Regions from separate parts of the Mus musculus genome. Here region 2 is linked to region 1. Evidence: chromatin contacts called from public promoter capture Hi-C data. All regions are on one chromosome and are shown on one strand. The core of a region is the stretch at or near the end of the contact, and the rest is flanking DNA. Distances in the headings are between cores, read along the strand shown.

Region 1 (7,015 bases), core at 1,521-4,020:
TATTGATGGTTCTTTCCAGTATCCACGCGTGTGGAAGGCACACCGAGGCCAGTCTAAGCTACAAAGGGAGACTGTCTCAAAAATATCATCTTACAAAAATTCAACACTTCCTAGACATATTTTTGGCTAATTGTCCCAACTGAGAAGTCCTGTATGAAATGTCCTTGTCCAAGGCACAGCAGCCCTGAATCACTCTGCAAGGTTTCTAGGCCTTTATTCTGGGATCCTCCTGACAGAAAAAAAAAAAAAAAAAAAAAAAAAAAAGCCAAATCAGCTTTCCCCCTCTAGCAGTGAAGAATCTCTGATACAGCACAGCTCAGGGCCAAGCCAGCAGTTTTTAGATACCATTTGGAAATATCCAGTAGAGCAAATGTCAAGCCTTGTCACCTGATCTGGAGTTTTTGGGACAGAGGTTTCTGCTGTAGTCTTTCAGCTAACAAAACTCAGGGTTAGCAATAGCAATTGAAACGTTAAGTGACAATAGAGTATAATTGGTGTGTCAAAAGGCTCTGTTTAAAAAAAAAAAAAAAACAGTTCTGTTTGATCTGTTTAAAGAATTAATGGCCTCATTTTAAAGACAAGGAAACTGAGGTTCAGAGAGGAAACTTGATCCAAGTCTGTGGCTCTAAAGGACCCAAGCTTTCCTTCCCTGTGAGCACAACAGGATCTCTTTCAGATTAATCAGCATGTTTTACTGCTCACTGCTAGGCACTGGAACATAGAGCTGGGTGAAATAGACAGGCAGGGGTATTAATCACAAGTTCTAGTCCTGAGGTTGCTGAGTGCCCAGGAGAAGTAATTAAGTCATGTGGGTGGTTCATTTTATTTGTAGTACTTATGTCTAAAAGCCATCATTAATCCTTTTAGGAAGAGGCAGGGGTTGATAGATCAGGGTTATAAACAAAGGCCGGTAGGGAACTAGGGAGGGATTAACTCCCACTCAGAAATCCAAGTCCTAGAGGATGTGGCATTTTGGTTGGGGCTGAGGAACCAAAAGAATACAGGGGAGGGACACACCATGTCCACTCCCTTCCTAAAGGCAAGTAAAAATAGAACTATGGTCAATTCTTGCTAAATATTTGTCTTTAGAACAGTTACATGGCCCTCTCATTTAGTCCCTTATTTCTTACATAGGTAGGCCTCTAAAGACACACCCAGAAACAACCTCACATTGAAAAACAGAAAATTCACACAAAACACACACCAGTGTGCATGCATTAATATCTTAAACATATCACATGAAAATACAAGTTCTTATATTTGCAGACTCACACATACAATCTTCACAGAGAGACTTACAAATGTGTTTATGCTTTCATACACAAGCTCCAACATATCCTCTCCCCACCCACTACTCACTCAGGCAAATAAATGCATGCTTTTGTTAACACACAGGAGTTCACACACAAATCTCATCCTGCCTGTCTGGTTAGAGGAGAATGACTAATGGGAAATCATGCACAAAGGCAAGCATCCTAGGAGAGGCCACGACTGGGTTTACAGTGAGGCTGTTGGGATGGAATTAAGCCATCAGATGACAAACTTGTCCTGCCAGATTGCACCTAAAAGTTGCTCAGCTGAGGCTACCATGTCCCGCAGCGCTGGATCCTGGGTGATGGTGCAAGTTTGCCTGCCTGATTTCCAACTTCCTCCAGAGTTTAATGTCATCCAGGGTCAAGCTCTGTTATCAGCCCAACCCCAATGCAGGCAACAGGCAGGAATCTCTGGGGACTCAGAGGCAATGCGGGCTGCTTTCCAACCTTAGGCTTGTCCTGACATAGTGCAACCCCAAGTGGTTAGCATTAATGACGGTTTACAACCGTGGGCCAAGCATTGGGTTAAACCCTTCAAGTACATGATTTCATTTTCACAACTCTGTGAGGGGGATGGGGTGTGCCCTCTCATCTCACCATTTACGTGGTTAAGAAAACTGCTTGAGCCACAAAACCACTCAGCAAGAGAGACAAGGAGCTGAAATTCAACCTGGTCATATTCTATTCTTTCCGAGGTTCTGAGCATAAACTGTGCATGCCAGTTTGTCTCCTCCACACCCTCTTGTGCTCAGGATGGGGCTCCAGGCCGTCCCATCTGGCTTAGTGCAGGCCCATGCCATCAGCAGGTGCTTAGTGGGGGCACAGAAGTTGGCTTGCTGAAGCCATCAGCAAGAGCTTTAATTTCCCCATCTCTGAAATGGGGTTGACAGTGTTGATACCGCAGGGCCAAGGCCGGCTGTCTTGAGCAACAGAGTGAGAGCCGAGCTCCATCTAATATATTAGCTGCCACCACCCTCGCCCGTCGCGGGGATGTAACCCAGCCCCCGCCCGAGTCCGGGTGCGGTTCCGGCGCCCCCATTGTTCAGAAGGGTGGAGACGCTGTCCACAGGGGACTCCCCGCCCCGGGTCCAGCTCGCAGCCCAGTGGAACAGATGATTTGGCCTGGAATCTGCCGCGCGGGCCGCGTCCTTTGTCTGCTCGGCGGCGTTGGATGCCCAAGGCCCGCGCCCCGCTCTGTGGGTAGACAAAGCCGGAGCCGCAGCGAACCCAGCCGGCTCCAACACCTCTCGCGCCTCCCGACGTCCCGCCCTCTTCCCTTGGAGTCCTCTGATTGGTCTGCGCCGTTACAAAGAGGCCGGGGAGCGGGCGGATCACGTGGGCCAACGCGGCTTCCGATTGGCCAGGCTTCGCTGCCTATCGAGGAGGGCGGGCAGTGCGCGCTCCGCCCAGTCGCTCCCTCCGCGTTGAGGCCCGCCCGCGGGGCCGGCCGCCTGTCAGAGGGAGGTGGCGATGGTGCTCTTGGTGGCGGCAGCGGCGGCAACGCTTTCCTTGGTCGGACGGCAGGGAGGAGAAGATGACTGACCGATCGACTGGATGAATGAATGAATGGCGGAGCCGAGCGCGCCATGAGGAGCCTGCCGAGCCTGGGCGGCCTCGCCCTGTTGTGCTGCGCGGCCGCCGCAGCCGCTTCCACAGCCTCGGCAGGGAATGTCACCGGTGGCGGCGGGGCCGAGGGGCAGGTGGTCCCGTCGCCCAGCCCGGGGCTTCGGGACCAAGCCAGCAGCCCCTTCCCTAAGACCGCGGCTCCCACCGCGCAGGCCCCGCGGACCGGTCCCCCGCGCACCACAGTCCGCAAAACCGGGGCTACAACCCCGTCAGCCGGCTCCCCGGAGATCATTCCTCCTCTTCGCACCAGCGCACAACCCGCTGCCACCCCCTTCCCGGCTCTGGACCTCTCGCCCGCCACCCCTTCGGAGGACGGACACACTCCCACCACGGAATCACCACCCTCCAGACCCGCGCCCACCACCCTTGCGAGCACAGTTGGCCAGCCGCCGACCACCTCTGTAGTCACCACCGCTCAGGCTTCCAGCACTCCAGGGACCCCAACTGCCGAGTCCCCGGACAGAAGCAGCAACAGTAGCGGAGTCCCGCCCACCGCACCTGTCACCGAAGCCCCTACTTCTCCTCCCCCAGGTGAGTCCTCTGGACCTTCCCCCAGGCACTGCCTATTTACACACCGGCCTCGTCACCCTGGCCGCTTCTTGCCCAAGAGCTTCCCAAGGGAAGATCCGAGCTCCAGTTAAAGTAAACCCCCAATCCCTCCAAATCTAGAAAGTCTTTTGTCCCCCAACCTGGTGCCATGCTCCATCCAGAGGGAGCTGCTGCTATATGGAAGGCTTAGGGTCTCTTCCTAAAACAGGGTTTTCTGGCCTTTGTCAGAGTCCCAGAATGGACACAAACTTTTGTATTGGATCCGCCCAGAAGGCCACCCTACCTGGGATATTTGGGGGAAAGTTTGAAAGCTAGGATGGTGCTTTATCAATGCGCAGGTAAAAACCTTTACGGGATTCCCCCAGATGAACAATGTAGTTTGCTTACAAACAGAAACGGCATTGTAGTCCGTGTTTTCTCTGCAAATAAGTAGATTTTATAGGTCATTTGGGACAGGTGTGTATCTAGGTTGAGCAAGTTTATAAATTAGGTTAAATCCCTTCCTTGCACCACTTCATTCTGTCTCAGTTCCAAGGTCAGTAATTGAGCAAATGCCATTTGAGCAGGGATGCCCATCTTTGCCCCTTTTTAAAGTAGGATGTTCATTACTGCTGATGCTGACATGCCAATTTCTGTTTGAACTCACAATAGGAAATGCAGCTCTTCTGCTGGTGAAAGTGTTCAAGCAAAGTTAAGATACAACTGCTGTTCTTTCACCCTTTTGCATCTTAAATAGGCCAGGAACTCAACCAATAAGGCCTACGTCTTTAAGAAATTCAGCAAGTTTTCTGAGATCTTTTGCTTTGCATTGGGGTGGAGATTTGCCCAGAGCACTTACTTGTCTAGCTTGATCTGATTGTTGACCTAATTCTTAGGCTCAGTGGTTTACTGTGGAGTCAGGTATGAAGTTTGGACTATAATTGAGTTGGTAGAAGATTTTCCCAGATGGTTAAGCCTTGAATCGTATGTTGGAGCTTGGCAAAGGCACAAGTAGGAATGCAGATTATTCACCCCCAAAAGCCACATTTGGATCTCTTTTAGCTTCAAGGAATGTACTAACTAGCTAGTTTTTAAACCTTTCATGCTTTTTAGCTTTTTATAAAGAGAGATTGACATATTACTAAAAGTTAGACTAGTACCTAAGTCTAGACTCTCGAGTCCATTTTTAGGTTTGAATTCCATCTTATTGCCCCCCTTTGTCAACATAAGTATGGACAGGTTCTTGTGATCTTACTTTCTTCAACCTTCAGATGCAGGTTATCATAGTCCTTATAGGTTTGCTGTGCAAATTATGTAGAATGGACTGAGTGTGTATACTACACATGTACTGAGGAAGCAAATACAAGAGGATCAGGAGTTCAAAGCCAGCCTAGGCTACATAATACATTTAATACAACCTGGAGTGAATGGCAAGACTCAAGAAAGAAAGAAAAACAGTAGAGAGAGGTTAGGAGAAGAGAGAAGAAAATTCACTAAGTCAATGTATACCTAACTAGTGCTTAGAATAGTTCCTGTGCTTGATAAGCACCTGTGTGTTGTGTTTTATTTATGACCAGCTCTGTTTTCTGATTCGAAAAATATGGAGAAGCCAAGTGGGGATTTGTGACTTCTATACCTTGTTTTAGTAAATAGAAAAAGGATGAGTTAGAATGTCTGGAGTTTTAAGCACATAATATTTAACTAGCAATTGCTTCCTTTTGATAGTATCTGATAAACATACAGTTAATGTCATTTCACTTTTGACATTTTAAGAACACAAAGATAATCCTTATTGCCAAAAAAGATAATCAGAAACCTAAAAGAAAATGACAACAGTCATTCCTCCACTGCTCTCTAGTTCTGGTTCCTAGTGGACCTAGAGGTTACTCCTCATAGCAGTTTGTTCCATCTTAAAAGTTTTCTTTCTGGGCATATATCAACACAGTTGTATTTTCAAATAAGCTTTAGGGCTCAGGGGTAGAAACTTGTTTAATATGAATAATCACCATCAAAACTTAACTAGTTAGTAATTTGTAAAATTAAAATGGAAATATATATATATATATTTCCATCTTGATATAGTCACTTAACTATGTAACATAATTTTTAATTTTTAAAAAATTTTTTTCATGTAAGTACCTTGGTTCTGCCTGTATTCCTTCCAATAGTATTTTTCATTGTAAATATGGACAGAGAAAGTGGACTTGTTTAACCAGTTTGTTATTAATTCATTTAACAGTTCCATATATATATATATATATATATATATTGCTTTGAAAAGCACAGAGAATTCATCATGTATTTATTATATTCTCTGATAGTTTGATACCAAATCAGCACTTAGAATTTAAATCAATTTTAAGTGAAACCAAACTGGGTTCATGGATATTTACCATTTGAACTGTTTTTCATAATTTCTATAGGCCATAATTTCTATATGGCTGTCTTTCTGTAGCAAACACTTCAGGATATCAAATTGAGGTCATTCACCTTTGTGTAAATAGTGTGTCACTTAGAGTCTTCTGTGAATTCATTTACAGAATTGTCTGTGTTTAGTTCTCAGTAGCTTGACTGACTTTGTGGCCTACTGGTATTCAATTTTAGCCTTACAGTGATATATTCAAGGTGACTTTTTAATTATCGCATGGACTCCAATATACTTTAGATAGTAAGTATAGCTCTTCAGCAGAGGAAAAACTTCTATATGAATTTGAAAGAGCTGATTTGGCTTGCAAAGCTGGATTTCCTGCCATTGGGCAAGATGGTTGTAGAATTTTATTTCAACATTTCTATGAGAACTGGTTACCGTCTAATATATCTTTTGATTGGGAAGGTCTTTTAAACTGCTATAGGAATCAGTAAAAAAATTCCTTCCTAGAGATTTAGCTGAAAGCTCTTACTACCAGTCAGTTGGGATCCCATTGTTTACACAGGACACTGATCTACAAACTGAAACTAGTTACCCAGCAAGCACTTTTCTCTCACAAACCTGGTATAACACTATACTGATTGGTTGGATAAAGGGTGGATGGAAAAGCTGTGATCTTACTGGAGAGTTATAATCAGCAGTAAGGCCCTGAGCTAGTGACAAATGCTTTCGTGTTTGTTTTACATGGACTAATTAGGATCCTAGAACCCACTAAAGCCCAGCATAACTCTACATTTTAAGAAATACTTCTATAGGCTTAGGTAAAAGTCTCTGCCTTAGCTAACATTTGACTAGATGGATTGTGGCCTTTGAAAACATGTCCAAGTCTGTTTTCACTGTGCACGTCTTCCGATTTGAGGGGTGTAGTTGTACTCTTGAGTACAAATAATAGCTTTGCTTCTTCAATTCGTCTTTCTTTCACATGGCTTCATATTTCTTCACTATCCTGGTCACCTCTATTCTGAACCTTTTCAGCTTTCTGTAACTTCCCTAGAACACAGAGCAGAGCTGAACCCAATAGTCTAGATATACTCCAGCATAGCTCATAGCAGAGAGAGCGGTTACCTTGTTCTTTCTGGGTACAATACTGATTTTGTAATTAGTCCCCTAAGCACAGCAT
Region 2 (7,015 bases), core at 1,185-3,684, 2.5 Mb before region 1:
ATGGACTTAGTAAAAATATTATAAACACAATTACGTAAATCAAGAATAAGAGATGGTGAAATAGAATTATATGAAGTTTCCCATGTCTTGAGTTGCATATTGGTAAACATTTGTGGCCTGTGTTTGTATGTATGTATGTATATATGTATGTATGTATGGATGGATGGATGAATTTTTTTGTTTGTATAGGACATCATATAGACCCATGATTCTGAGTCTGATTTATATTATAAGAGCAACACTGGCTTTGGAATAAGGTGAGTTATATCATCTCTGTATGGCTTTCTGGATGTTTATTATACCCACTTGAGTATTTTTGTTAAGGTTTTATTACATTACTTAATGCCACACAAAAAAGCACTGAATGCAAATCAGAACTATGACATCCAAACAAATGAAGATAGCTATGTTCAAAGAATGAAAAGAGAACATATTCAGAGAATTCTTCTTCTCAGACTGGTACAGATTCCATTTTATGAGGTTTCAATATAGTGACACTTGCAAAGTCACAAGCCCTTCATTTAAAAAAAAATAGCATTTTTTCCCTTCAGGTTCCTCTTTCTGGTTGGATCTATGTGTTCATTTTTGGAGAATGACTCATTGCCAAGATGTTACCTAGCTCCAGTCTCTGCTTGGTTTTGTATTCACTGCAGAAAGACATTTAACAAAAGGCACTTTTATTCCTTGGTAGCTATTATCTCAGTTAGCCAGTGCTTACAGATTTCATTTCAGTGTTGACAATAACTGACTTTTCAAGATGAGGCTGAGTATTTTGACTTGTAAGTATCATTTAATTGATACTTAAATGATAATTTGACATCACAGAGCTCAAGGTGGAAGTATAAAGGAAGTTGTAATTGTAACGAAGGTGAGAATTCTTTCTTACAAAGCAAACTTCACAAGCATTTTCCTGGATAAATTCAGGTCTTCATATGTCACCACAGGGTGGCAGTATCTACTGATGAGATAACATTAAAGTAACAACCACATGAATGCTTAAGTGAGCATTGCTAAGGAAATCATCATCTCGATATTCAGAGGAGATCTCAAGTCCATAAGCTAGTAGTTTTGTCTCATATGTAATATAATTTTACTCTGGAGTGGAGCATAGCTTCCCATTGATACCAAACTACAACATTCATTCCATATGAGGCAGTTGAACTTCTAGTACTGAACTTCTAGATAACAGGATTATTGTACATGTTAGGCAGATGTACATGCTGTAAAGGCTTATTTTTCCCCCAGTAAAATATAAAATCATACTTTCAGCAAGGCTTAGAGGAAATAAAGACATAGAATTAGAGAATTAAGAATTCTGCGTTTAACAAACATCCTGGAAAATATTGACAATGTTATTGGGCAGATTGATAATGTATTTCTCACACAGAATTTCTACTTATGCTTAAAGAGTGATGTCAAAAAAGAAACTACTGGAATTTTAAGTAAGCTCCTTAAAAACATGATAACTTGTGACAGGCAAGGTTTGTCAGCAGATAAAGGCATTTGCTGACAAGTTTGACGACTTAAAATTCAGTCCCCAAGATCCACATGATAGAAGCAAAAGACTCCCAGAAATCAGAAATTTTCCTCTGTCATCCACATGTGTTGTATGGCATATTCATATCCTAACACTCAGTACTAAATAAATAAATAAATGGATAAATAAATAAATAAATGGAAGGAAAGAAAGAAAGAACAAAAGAAGGAAGGAAGGAAGGAAGGAAGGAAGGAAGGAAGGAAGGAAGGATAAGGAGAGAGAGAGAGAGAAAGAAAGAAAGAAAGAAAGAGAGAGAGAGAGAGGAAGGAAGGAAGGAAGGAAGGAAGGAAGGAAGGAAGGAAGGAAGGAAGGAAGGAAGGAAGAGAAAGAAAGTCTGAAGAGAAGAGTTTCAAATTTTATTAACAACAATGAATTTGTGACACCTAGTATTGATGTACTCAAAAGAATGATATGGTAGATCAAGAACAATATGATATTGTAGACTTCCGTTTTGGACCCAGCAACATTGTTTTGTGAAGCACAGAAAACTTTCCACTGTAGGCATTTGAAGCATTTGGTGACAGAATGAATAGAATATTATTACAGCATAACTGTACTAATGACTCTTGGCATCAAGTTTAATAAAGGTGATTGAAAACAGGTGTCTTTCTGATGGGGTTACAGCCCAAACAAATGAGGAAAATGTGCTGGAATTTTGTGAGGGGAAAATGTAAGGAAAATAAGGCTGGCTTTGTTGATTTTTTTCTTGTATTTACTTTCTAGCCAGAAGTAGAGTAATATCCCATTATAATTTTATTCTTGTTTCGATGCTGCAGTAAGAGTCTGCTTCTGAAGTTTGTTTTCTGAGTCCTTTCTTCAAAGTCAGTCCCTTCTGGGTAGCTGCTGACATTCTTAGTTTAGAATCACCAGAAGCAGACCTTAGGCAAGGATATGAATATAAGCAGAATACTTGGAAGGAAGTCATAAGTAGGGTTCAGAAACTGAGCAAATGAAACACAGACATTCTGTTAACATTTAAAATGAAGAAATATTTTGAGTATAGGTTACATCGTATGCAATGTGCTGTATATATACTAAAAGGGTTATTTTTAAAACACATGAAATTCAAATTTAGTTGGACATACTGCATTTTAGCATGTAATCCCAATTTCATGAAGCCAGCTGAAGGTATGACTCAGGCAAGGGAAGGATACCAATGAAGAGTTTATGAATGAATAACTCATTGATGTAGCAACCACACGGCATAAACCAAAATATTGGCAACTATAAAGTGTTCTACCTCCATTGAGTCTTTGGAAGATCACTACAACCCAGTTCATATCATAGTGAGGAGGTACAAACAGAACTCTGTGGTGTTTTTCTGTTCTTGATGTTCATTTTAACTGTGACACACAGTTTTACATTATATGTGTGCTGTTTTCCAGAGGGAACTAAAGTTTTCTTGGCCAGTGGCTTCTCAAACTAGCTAGGTATCAAATGGATATGACACTTTGAAATGGCTGATTTGGAAACTCGAATACATAGTAGGAAACAAACAAACAAAATAAAACTTAGGAAATTGCAGCTCTAGTTAGTACTCAAGGAAGATTGTAAGTTGCAAGAGGCCCTGCTGTCACTGGACAGCTAAAAGAGCTGGAGATAGAGAAACGTTCAGTCTGCTTGGTGGAAGCTGGAATTGTAGGCTGGGTCTTTATGTCTTTACCTTCTTTCAGGTATCTACAAGCCTGAGAGAAGGCAAGAACAAGTACTGAAGACAGGAACCTGAAGGGAGACAGTACAGAAAAACTGTTTACAGGCATGCTTCCAACCTTACAATCAACTATAAGCCTATGCTGTAAAGATGGACCATACTGGGCTGGGCTCTCGTGCATCAACTAACAACCAATAAATTCTCAAAAGATAGGCCCAGAGGCCAAGCTGATTGAGCTAATCCTTCAATTGTGCTTCCTTTTCCCCAAATGTGTCACCTTGACAACCAAGATCAACTACCACAGAGGGTATGCTAATATTCAGAAAGAAAATTAATTTTTAAAAGTATTTCATGAAAATTATCTACACACCTGGTTTGGGGACATAGACCTATGGCCAGCTCAGGTACAGATAGATAAAAGTAGACTTGGCATTAATGTTACTCAATGAGCCATATTAGTAAAATAGCTAGAGTCAAATATGCATGCAAAGCTTCCAATCCAGAAAGGCTTAGCAAATCTGGCCAAATAGTCCTACAGTAATACTGCCTTTTTAATATGAAAAAATGTAGATTAAAAAGGTAGGTGATGTCTGATAAAGCTTAAGACAAAGACTTCAGTATTACAATTCTGAGATTTCTGGAAGTTAGTATAAAATGGAAAAATATGTTTGGGTTTTTTTGTTTGTTTGTTTTTGTTTTTGAAAATCCCAATAAATTCTGAGTGAATAGAAAGCATATACTCATGGCATTAAATTTTGAAATAAGCTAACAGCAGATTTCATGAATAGTTAAGAAAGAGAAATCAATGCCACTATCTGAAGTGTCTGTTTTGTAACTATCCCTGATCCTTCAGCTCATGGGTCTACGTGAACAAGGAGAGGAGAAATTTTAAGAACCAGACTTGTTAGTGACTCCATTTTCATTTGCAGATTCATATATGAACTCATATGTGCACACTTATATGGGCATACACAATACCTGTGCTAACTCTAGGTAGACAAAAGTCCCAGAATGGTAAAGCATAAATGGATATATAACTACACCAATAGCCAAGTAGCTAGTCACAATTAATAGCTGCTTGGAGAAGGAAGTCAGTTTTGTTCAATGGGGTAGCACTGTGTATTTCACTAGATAACAAAAATCGGATTCCATGTTTTGAGTGTTTTTTTTTCTACTGTTTTAGGTTTGTTTTTCATTTAAAAGAGAGAAGGAAGAAAAAGTTGTGTCAGTTGGATGAAGGAAGCATCTGAGAGAAATTGGAGAAAGAGAAAAAATATGACCATATATATTGTATTACATTCTCAAAAAATGAATTGAAATACTAAACATACTTTCAAAAAATAATAAGGTCAAACAGTTTTTCTTTCAGCTTATTTTGAATATTAAAATATACATAAGATTAACCACTACCTCAGAGTTCTTGACTGCAGGTGCATATGTATCAAAAGATGGCCTAGTCGGCCATCACTGGAAAGAGAGGCCCATTGGACATGCAAACTTTATATGCCCCAGTACAGGGGTAACACCAGGGCCAAAAAGTGGGAGTAGGTGGGTAGGGGAGTAGGGGGGAGGGTATGGGGGACTTTTGGGATAGCATTGGAAATGTAAAGGAGGAAAATACCTAATATATATATATATATATATATATATATATATATATACATACACACACACACACATACATACATACATATATATACATATATATATACATATATATATAAGAACTTATGTGCAGAAAAATGGTAGAGGCTTCATAGTTTCCTTCTGCGGGATATTTCTGCCTGGTTTATAGTGATCTGAAACAACCCTGACACAGATATTATTGGAGATACAGGGTGCTACCCCTTCAAATCACTACTAAGACCATACAATTCCTAAAGACAGACATGTTTTTATGAGACATCACATTATTTTTGTATGATATTTCATGTTGGAGTAAGTACATGTTCAGTTGTTTATATTAATTTGCTATTCTAACTTCAGGCGTATTTCAGAAGAGTTGATACAGAGTACTGTCATCAGTCACTACCAAGCCATGGACATAGTCTCTTAGTCTCATCCCATACTTAAATTATCTAGCAGAACCATAAAAAATGTATTCCCAACAGCTAATACTCTACTTCTCTACAAATATTCCATATGTCCCTCTATACATTTAAATAATTAAAAATGAAACTAGTAGTCACTAGCAATAAGATGATACCATATTAAGATTATTTTATATGATTTCTTATCCCTATCACTAAATGTTCAAGTTTTCACTTGTTTGCTACCACTTCCTCTGCCTCCTGATCATACTTCTTTTTTCTTAGTTAACATTCACGTGTCCAAACCCATGGCTATCCTTAGCAATTTTCAGTTCATTTGTATTACAATTATCAGAAAACATTAAGTTCTTTGTAACAACAAAAAGCATATATCTAATCCTTTTTGATGAATTTTAAACTTTCAATGTAACATTTTAGAAATAGTCCAATCTTAGTTTTCTAACCAATATTATCTGTATCATTTACCTTACATTGATAGAGTACTATTCCCCCAATACAATCCATGCATCTGTACTAATTGGCTGCTCACATTTCCTATCATATTTCATGGCAGAGATCATGTGTATTCGAGTAAGCTACACAGGTTTTGAGAGCTACAGATTTCTTAATGTAAAGGGAAATCATGAAATAAGAACATACCTAAAATCTTTTTCTTATTATTAGTCCATGATTCAGAGATAGCATTCTGTTTTTATCTCTCTTCTCCAAATCTTCAGTGTTTCAAGTTGACACTGATGGCACCTCTGTCTGTTTCCATGTACAGTCAGCACAACTTCCTCTCACTCTGTTTTCCCTGTGGGCCATCTGGCCTATGAGCACATGTCTTCTTGTAGCTTGACACATGTCTGTATTTTCTCTCTAGCTTCTGAATCATTGGATGAGATATTCCATTGTTACATTGCAGTTGTCAAAATCTATTGATAGATGTTAAGGGTACTAAACCATCCCTGAAAATTGATAGGAATACACATAGTTACATAAATGTCAAGTAACAATGGTACTTGTTAAATATTATCTCACTGGTCTAATGGTACTTATGTCAGAGTGACTCATTTTATTCAGAAGCTCTTCTGACACAAAGGACAACTACACTGTCTTCAGACTTGTGTATGTAATTTAGTCCAGTCATCATTATAAATGTTTTGTCCTAAATATTTGAATTTTAAAGTACATGGATAGGGTTGTAATTTATGCCAGAAAATGTCAACTAATAATGTCTTTTTTTTCCTTGCTCACAAAAGACATTTTTATCTAGTGATACATACTGAGAACATGCAGAAATCTTCACGGTCCACTTTTCATGCAGCAGAACAATCTTCTCATTACTGTGAGTGTCAACTGTTCATGCGATAGACAACACTCTAAAGTCACATTTTGAATGAAAAGCTTCATTTACAAAAGAAACAAAAGGTAAAGAAGCAATTACCACTTTTAAAAACTATCTGCTTTGTTCAAGAGTGGGAGATTAATGCCTGTATTGAGAGACAGCATAATCACAAATAATGCAAACAATGATCAAATACCAAACACTTTTATCATAAAGCAGTACACTTTCAAAATGATATACAAATAGTTGAAAATCTCACTATTTTGTCTATCTTTTAAATATGAGGACTTTCAGAAGTAGGCCTTAACATTTTAATTAGTAAATGAAACTATGCATTTTCTTTGTCACTGAGAACTGCATTTCACAAAATGTATAAAGTCTATAGCAAGGTAATTTTTTAAAAAGTAAAGTTACTAAGAAACATACACTCAAGGCACTCTATACACCAA

The links. Promoter capture Hi-C pulls out the DNA fragments that hold promoters and counts their contacts.
Region 2: a contact with region 1 is called in a promoter capture Hi-C map of second pharyngeal arch cranial neural crest, with 12 times the contacts expected there. The contact joins the enhancer-like site here to the promoter of Megf9 in region 1. A contact is called at or near these places in 7 of 39 promoter capture datasets (cranial neural crest, frontonasal cranial neural crest, hippocampal neurons and 3 more) and 4 of 115 datasets of contacts at active chromatin or transcription factors (astrocytes, embryonic forebrain, embryonic limb bud and 1 more).

What each region holds. Positions count from the first base shown.
Region 1 is chr4:70,530,683-70,537,697 of GRCm38.p6, reverse strand. It overlaps Megf9 (multiple EGF-like-domains 9), which reads left to right and starts at 2,770. Exons shown (of 6, transcript NM_172694.2): 1 at 2,770-3,470. The coding sequence starts at 2,876.
Region 2 is chr4:73,036,825-73,043,839 of GRCm38.p6, reverse strand. No RefSeq gene overlaps it. Among named protein-coding and RNA genes, the nearest start is that of Gm25769, 74 kb to the left of the region's middle. Within about 2 kb of position 2,434, at least 2 of the 459 cell types and tissues checked have an H3K27ac peak or open chromatin away from gene starts, as enhancers often do. A contact at or near this core is called in second pharyngeal arch cranial neural crest, where this site is marked.